2 separate regions of the Rattus norvegicus genome follow, and region 1 is linked to region 2. The links are chromatin contacts, called in public Hi-C maps. All regions are on one chromosome and are shown on one strand. The core of a region is the stretch at or near the end of the contact, and the rest is flanking DNA. Distances in the headings are between cores, read along the strand shown.

The links. A called contact is a pair of places that touch in the nucleus more often than the background predicts.
Region 1: a Hi-C map of kidney shows a contact between it and region 2, with 4 times the contacts expected there. The contact joins the enhancer-like site here to the promoter of Prkacb in region 2. A contact is called at or near these places in 7 of 12 Hi-C or Micro-C datasets (the A7r5 cell line, the Rat2 cell line, frontal cortex and 4 more) and 1 of 1 datasets of contacts at active chromatin or transcription factors (oligodendrocytes).

What each region holds. Positions count from the first base shown.
Region 1 is chr2:238,487,701-238,491,192 of GRCr8, forward strand. It overlaps Ttll7 (tubulin tyrosine ligase like 7), which reads left to right. Exons shown (of 22, transcript XM_039103873.2): 12 at 1,535-1,682; 13 at 1,869-1,942; 14 at 2,917-3,052. Among named protein-coding and RNA genes, the nearest start is that of Ttll7, 64 kb to the left of the region's middle. Within about 2 kb of position 2,186, at least 2 of the 93 cell types and tissues checked have an H3K27ac peak or open chromatin away from gene starts, as enhancers often do.
Region 2 is chr2:238,384,138-238,388,119 of GRCr8, forward strand. Prkacb (protein kinase cAMP-activated catalytic subunit beta) reads right to left here and starts at 2,178. Exons shown (of 10, transcript NM_001077645.1): 1 at 2,079-2,178. The coding sequence starts at 2,124.

The DNA.
Region 1 (3,492 bases), core at 936-3,435, 100 kb after region 2:
TAGCTCAGTGGTAGAGCGCTTGCCTAGCAAGCGCAAGGCCCTGGGTTCGGTCCCCAGCTCCGGAAAAAAGAAAAAAAAAAAAGAGTTAGAAAAGGAAATGGGTTTGTTTACAGTTCTGACTGGAGCAGAAGGAGGGGCATTCCAAGCTCCGCCCAAGTCAACTATAGCTGTGCTATTATTTATAAGACTAAACAAAAGCCAGGAGACACCACCTTCGTCCACTTGGCTGAACTGCACAGCGGCCATTTTCTTGCAGGCCCTTCCTCTCCTATCACCCCAGCAGGATATGTAATAGAGAAACTCTGATGCTTCTTTTTTTTAACTAATAAAAGACCTCTATGAAGAAAACCAAAAAGGTCCCTCATTCCCGTGCCCCTCCCCCACTTTCCCTTTTTATTTTTCTCTCTTCTTTTTCCTTTTGTCTCTGCTATGTACAAGTGATCATTTTAGAAGAACTGGGATCTTAAACATGAGGATGATGTTGATGGTGGAGGTGATGATGATGACGATGATAAATATCTCAGCCCTGGAATTTCCTCTCCCCTGAGCACACTCAACCGGACCCACAGTCGTCATGGGAACAGAAATATTCTCAGTCACTAACACCAGGAATCTGTCTTGTCCCTCACTTTACATCTGTCCTTTCCCCAAACTATTGTCTTTGGAAGAGCCATCCTTAATGGCTTCAGCGGGACACTCTGTAGCTTCCACAACTCTTCCTTCTTCGAACTGAGCAGACAGCACCCGTCTTTCCCCTTTGATTGGCATCCATGTCAGAGTAACGGCAACAGAAGCTATGACGGTGTCTAAGATTAGGGATGAGGGCTCTGGTTACGTCTCTGTGGCTGAGGGCAGCATTTATTTTGCTTTTCAATTTCCTTTGGATTCTACCATGCTGCATCTGCAGTGGCAAAGAAAGATCTCAGACTTAGTCGGGCTCCACACGGGAGGGACAGGAGAGGAGGGAGGTACAGAGGCAAATGTCCCCAAGCAGGGCTTCTTCTCTGCACACAGGGGAGTTGTTGCTAAATACTCACAGTTGAGCAAAACAATGGGAGGGATGTGGAGTCAATTTTCAAGCGATGACACTCCCTGGGGTTCCAGACCTGTCTGGAAGTGCACGAAAGAGTGTTCAGTCTAGCAGAGTGTAAACAAAACAAATTGGGAGAAGGAGGAGAGAGACACATTTGTCAATTACCTAGATTAAGTCTGGAGGGGGAAACAAAACACATCAGTGTGGCTTACGTTTAAGAGAGAGGGAGACAGATTCAGCATTTAATTCACCAAAGACTATAGATGTTGCATTTCCAGGATGAACTATGAAGCCAGGAGCTGTGGACTCTTCAAGATATACAGGATTTCTATCTCCTTCCATACAGAGCCCCTTTCCTTGATGGTTAGATGTATGTGAAGATATCATCTTACCAGTTCTCTTCCTGGTTCAGCATGTGTCCTCACCTGCAGCTCCTTCTCAGGGGGATGCCATCAGAAGTTCTCTGAGGTGAGAGTCACGGTCTTGTGTTTTACATTTCAGGACCAGCGATAAAAGGAAAAACTTAGCCAAGCAAAAGGCAGAGGCTCAGAGAAGGCTGTATGGTCAAAATCCAATAAGAAGGCTTTCGCCAGGCTCCTCCGACTGGGAACAGCAGAGGCACCAGCTGGAGAGGCGGAAAGAAGAGTTGGTATGGGCGCCAGGCTTGGGGTCTTGGCTTTTTATTCCGACTTGTGCTGTGGCAGAGTGAACCCATGCTAGGCAAGCGGTCTGCCACAGAGCCGCACTCCGGCCTGCTGGGGACATTTTAATGACTCCTTAACAATTTCAACTGCATGACCTAGCATAATTTTTATAAACATCTGTTCATTTTTAGAAAGAGAGACTCCTTCAAGTACGAAAGCAGATTTCCCAAGAAGAACATGAAAACCGACACATGGGGAATTACAGGTAGACACTGCTGCCAGTTTGTTTTGTTGTTGTTGTTGTTTTGTTTTTCTGAGACCAAAGAGGTGGTACTTCATTCTAACCTTTTTCTGTGTATTTTAAGAGCTGTGCTTGCTTTGTTAGAAACAGCTTTCACACACTATGTTTCAGAACACGAAAGGGTATCTGCAGGTAGATGGCTCTGGCTTGACGGAGCTCCCGTTGGCTGGCCCAGCTTCTGCTCTGCCCGGAGAGTCTTTCAGCCAACCTTTTCTGTGACTGTCCTTGGTCATTATGTAGTATTTTAAGAACAGCAAATGTCAAGGCTCCTAGTACTCTTTCTGGCAGTTTCTGGCGACTGCTGTACTTCCTTAACAACTAGGCAAACTAAGAAAGCATTTGAAGGAGATGGGAGAGTGGGTGAGGGAGATTGTCACAAAATACCCCTGGAAAGAACAAAGAGGAACTCCTTAATATTATGGGAAAGATGGTCCCTCCTCCCAGCCTGACATTGCCACATGAGGACTTAGCAAAGGGCGGGGAAGGGGGTTCAGATTTTCTTACCCTTTCTGGTAGACAGTCTTCCCTGACGTCAACACCTCCATAGCAGCCAGGAGAGGGGAAGATACTTTTCCCATTCTGCCTCCACTCTATTTTCATTTCCTTACCCCTGAAAGATTGTTCAGACGAGTACATGCAATCCTACATACTTGTTTGTATGTTGAGACTGTGTTATCCCAGCTCCTCAGGACACTTACCAAGTTCAGTATTTCACCAACTTCTCCAGTCACCATTCTTCAAACACTTCAGGGAAACTTCTCTCCATAAATGTTAAGTGGTGTACCAGATGGCTACCCCTTAACCATCCACATCTGTTTCTAGCACCTAGGTGGCCCAGAGCAGGGAGGGCGACGGCCTTTTAAACCTGGTGATCTTGACTACTGAATTGGGTTAGACTCTTTTAAGCAAATGGGTTTCTCTGATTTCCTTTCCTGTAGGAGAATTTATCCTCCAGAAGATAAAACACTGCTTGAGAAGTATGAAGGTCTGCTGGCTGTCGCCTTCCAGACCTTCCTCTCGGGAAGAGCGACTTCCTTCCATCGAGAGATGAACAATCCTCTGAAGAAGATGCGGGTGAGGATGAGCTTTTGCGTACAGCGAAGGGAGAGCCAGGCAGTGTGTCCTTAGCAAAGGACCCAGCTTAGGCTGAAGATATGGCTCAGTTGGTAGAAGCGTGAAGATCTGATTCCAAATCCTCTATACCCAAGTACAAAGCCTGTTGTAAGCACGCATGTGTCTGTAACCCCAGCCTCATGGCGCATAAACAGGAAGATCCCTGGGCATTACCAGCTGCCAACCTGGTTCAGATTCAGGGAGAGACCCTGTCTCAAGGGAACGAGGCGGAGTGGTAGACACAGAACCCTCACTGACTTCTGTACACACAAACACACACATACAAACACATGCACACACATGCATGCAAGTAGACATACATAAACACACACACATACATGTACACACACAAGCATGCATACAGACATACACACATACATATATACACATGTGCACACATA
Region 2 (3,982 bases), core at 928-3,427:
AGGGTCTACCGGGAAACCCAAAGTGGGTAGTAACTACTCTGAAAGAGGACAGACTAATTACTTAGTGACGTGGGATGCAGTGCAAGCATCAGTGCTGTTCTTCACTCTCTCATTAAGAACACGATCTCAACCCTTGCTTCTTCAGGGCTGGCGCTTGCTTGGGTCTTGAGATAGGATGAGTGCAGACTGAACTCTTAAGATCATACATATATCTACAAGTGTATTCTGTGTATCAAGAGAAATTTAAATAATTACATTTAAAACATGAGCCACAAATTTTCAAGAATAATTCATTTGAAAATATACAGAACATTTAGGCACACAATGGTAAGACATGTTTTGTCGTGAAGTTTTATGAAATTATACCACTTCTTTACTACAGAAGAACACCAGCACATCAGCTAACATTTCTCCAAATGGAGGCATGAGAGCTGATCCACAAATGCCTCATATGATTTCCCATGAGACATCTGCTACCTTCTTTCCACACTTCAGAATATTTTGCAAATTATTCTAAAGATCTTCAGTTTCTATAAATAAACTCACACACGACTTTGTCGTAGTTACCAGTTTAAATTCACATCATCTGGGGGAACTGGTTGGAAACATAATAGCAGAAATGTATAGACTACTGGAGAGTGGATTATCATTAAAAACACAAGAACTGTAAAGGCAGCTCTTGCTAAGAACATTCCTGGACTGATCCAACTATCAGGTTCATTTTCATAACTCACTCAGCATAGACTGGACAAGAGAAATAGGGGAAGGGTAATGTTAAGTGGATATAAAATTTTGTCATACTTCATTTTTTGTGAGTCTGTACGATTAGTTACTACATTTGCACAATTAATAAAGATAATACGGAAGTCCTAATTCTACATTGGCTTTTCAAATTGGCACATGCTCACCTACAGTTTGCACTACTGTCCATATAACTGTCCGGGAACAAACCATATTAATGAAACAACCCGCTAAATCTGACTTTGTGGTTTACATTCCACAAAAGCAATAGCTGGACCGTCTGTCGATTCAATTCTGCTGTATTCATGAGGATCAAAAGCTGTTTGTTTCAAGCTAATTACAGGATTAGCTGTATTCTTCTGCTATAAACACAGACATAACGGAAGATATTTTTTACAGAAACACGAACAAATTGTCAGACTTACTTCAAGGGCTGAGATGTCATTTACAATGTAACAAAAGACAAGTACTGTTCGTTAATTATTCTGAATTAGAAATTATGATATGAACCGTATAATGGCACACGATTTTTTCACAACCTGTTACACTACACGTGTATATGTGTGTGTTTACATATGAAACCGTGCTACTACACTTCCACGACTCTTGAAATTTTGTATAAAGTACTGAATGTCTGCACTTTGAGCTCTCAGAAGAAAGCACTTCAGCTCTGAAATACCTTTAAGTTTTACAGGCATCCTGGTGCATTCCTGGATGTCTAGAGTAAAAACAAAGCTGTCTCACTTTTTTTTTTCCCCTCGAATGGATAAAGTTGCTGCTTGTGTTTATGCTGCCATCCCTAATGTGGGTGAAGGAAAGAGCCTTAGACACTGAGGGTTAACGTCACCTTTGGAGACCCACACCCGGCACTCACCTTGTGATGAGATTGATATATAGATCCATGAGAAGTAACAAAAGAGCCAACTCAACCCAAACGCACTACCTGTAGCTCCCCTAAAAGAGGAGTTAGGGTGTTGGGGGCTCTGGGAAAAGGGAGAAGAGCTAAGGGTGCGATCACAAAAGGGACTTCTTTTAAGGACCATATTTGGGGAAGCTTTCCAGACCGTGGCAGCCCTCCTCGCTCTAGTAAAACAGGGGATCACAGGGACCGCGCGGCCCGCCTTCCCTCCAGCAAGCCCGGGAGCTCGGCCCTCACCCCCGAGCCTTAGTGGGGGAGGGGACAGAGGAGGCGGCTGGCCCCCGGGGCCCCTGGAATTGTTAGCTGCGGCCGCCGCGAGGCCTGGTCCGTGGCTCGCGGCCTTGGGGGACTCCGGCCCGGGGTGCTGCACCGCAGCCTATCCGGCGGGAACCCAGCCAGGGCCTTCAACTGGACTCACCGCTCTCCACTTCGCTGCCTTTCTTGGCGATCGCCGTGTTCCCCATGACCCGGGAGTCCGTAAGCAGGAGTGACGGAGGGGAGGGGACCGGGGCCGTCCCGCCGCCCCGCAGTCTGCAGCAACTCCTGCTTTTGTTTGACTCCCACAGACCCTGGAGCGCAGCGTCCGGGTGCACAGAGCGGCTGGGTGTCTAGAAGAGATGCTGCGAGCTCCCGGGCAGAAACCGGGACTGTGGCGGTGGCGGCGGCGCGCAGACACTCCCCCTTCCCGAGCCCGCCCTCCAGGCGCGTCCCCGACACTGCGCGTCCCCAGTAAACGCACACCCAAAGTGCGACCTCCGCCTCTTTCCGGGCGGGCGCGCCGGAAGTGACGTACGCAAGCGCCCCCCCCCCCCCGGTTGGACAGGAACCCCTCTGTGTAGCGCTGAAGTGGTAAATAATTGTTCTCCAGAGTGGATGCTGAGCTTGACCTCGGAGGCTAATCTCGAGGTTGCGAGGGACATGGAAACCGTTAGCTTGGAAGCACCCCAAATCCTTCCTCGGGGTGGTATCCGGTGCGGTAGAGCCAGACGCGGGGCACAGTGCCAGGGCTCGGCTTGCTCCCACATCCGTGCTGCGCGCGTTCCGCATACAAAGGTTGCTCACTCGGTGGCTAGAGGAATGTGCGTGCGCTCCTCCGCGTCCTGCGGACCCTGCTGATCCTTAGGTCAGCCTTGGCCAGGAACGCTGGCCAGCTGCCACTGGAACTTCTTTCCTTCGCTCTAATAGGTATTCTTCCAACACACTAGGTCTATCGCCAACTTTCTGGACAGGTTATTCCTTCCCGAGTTCGCTTTCCTTGGTCTCACCTAATCACCCTCTTCTGTCAGACTTTCTAAGGAGAGATGCGGGAATGTATTACTGTTTTTACACAAGTACGTTATGTGCATCATCAGAGTCACAAATTTCATGTGTAAATTTCAAAATAAATACATTCCCAATTGATTGTTGCGTTTTTATGCATCTTAGAGAACTTAAGTTTTCTGTAAGGTTATTAGATATTTAATCACCTAGCTCTCTAGTAGTTTTTGTACTGTATTCTTTTGAGCTTTGCTATCTAAGCAAGAATTCCAGACTTATAACAGAAAGATTAACTTCTGGAAGGTCAGAGACCATGTAAATTAATATCTGCAGCTCAAACTAAAATTGGGGTATAATGAACGGATGTCTGTTGACTGGAAAGTAAGTTAAGGAGATTTTTCTTAGAACGTTTTTAAAGTTTTGTTACTGGGGGGAAAAGCAGCGGTGACTGGAAGATTCTAAACAAAGTCATGTTTCTATTTCTTATTGGCAATTATGTTAAAGCCAAGCGTGCACACCAAGTATACTGCATTCTAAGTGTTGTACAAATAGTAAGTAATTTCCTCATAAAGTCTCTATGAAAATGTAGCGTTACTATCATTGTATTACTTAAGGTCCAGCGGGGGCACAGAGACATTAAAGGACTTACCTAAGTCGCACAGATATTACCTAATTAGAAGAATTTGAAATGAAGAAGGTAAATCCATACCATCTGGAAAAAATGCCAGAATGGTATATTTATTATTTTGGTTTTAAATGAATTGAGAAATTATAACTTAAGAATAGACCATTGTTTAGAGAAGATGTCGTTTACATACCAAGGTCAGAAAATAACTTTAATCACTCGATACTACTGATTGGGGCCACCACCAACTGGAATAAACTGTGATATAACTTTCAAACATACACACACACATACATATACATATATACATACATGTACATATGTATATCTTCAGACCATGCCAGAAACTTAGTGCGGTATCATCGACATATATATTTGTCCAATTAGTCCTTTCCAAATGTTTTATTTGTCCAAGGAAGTATGAAAATACTTTATCAGTC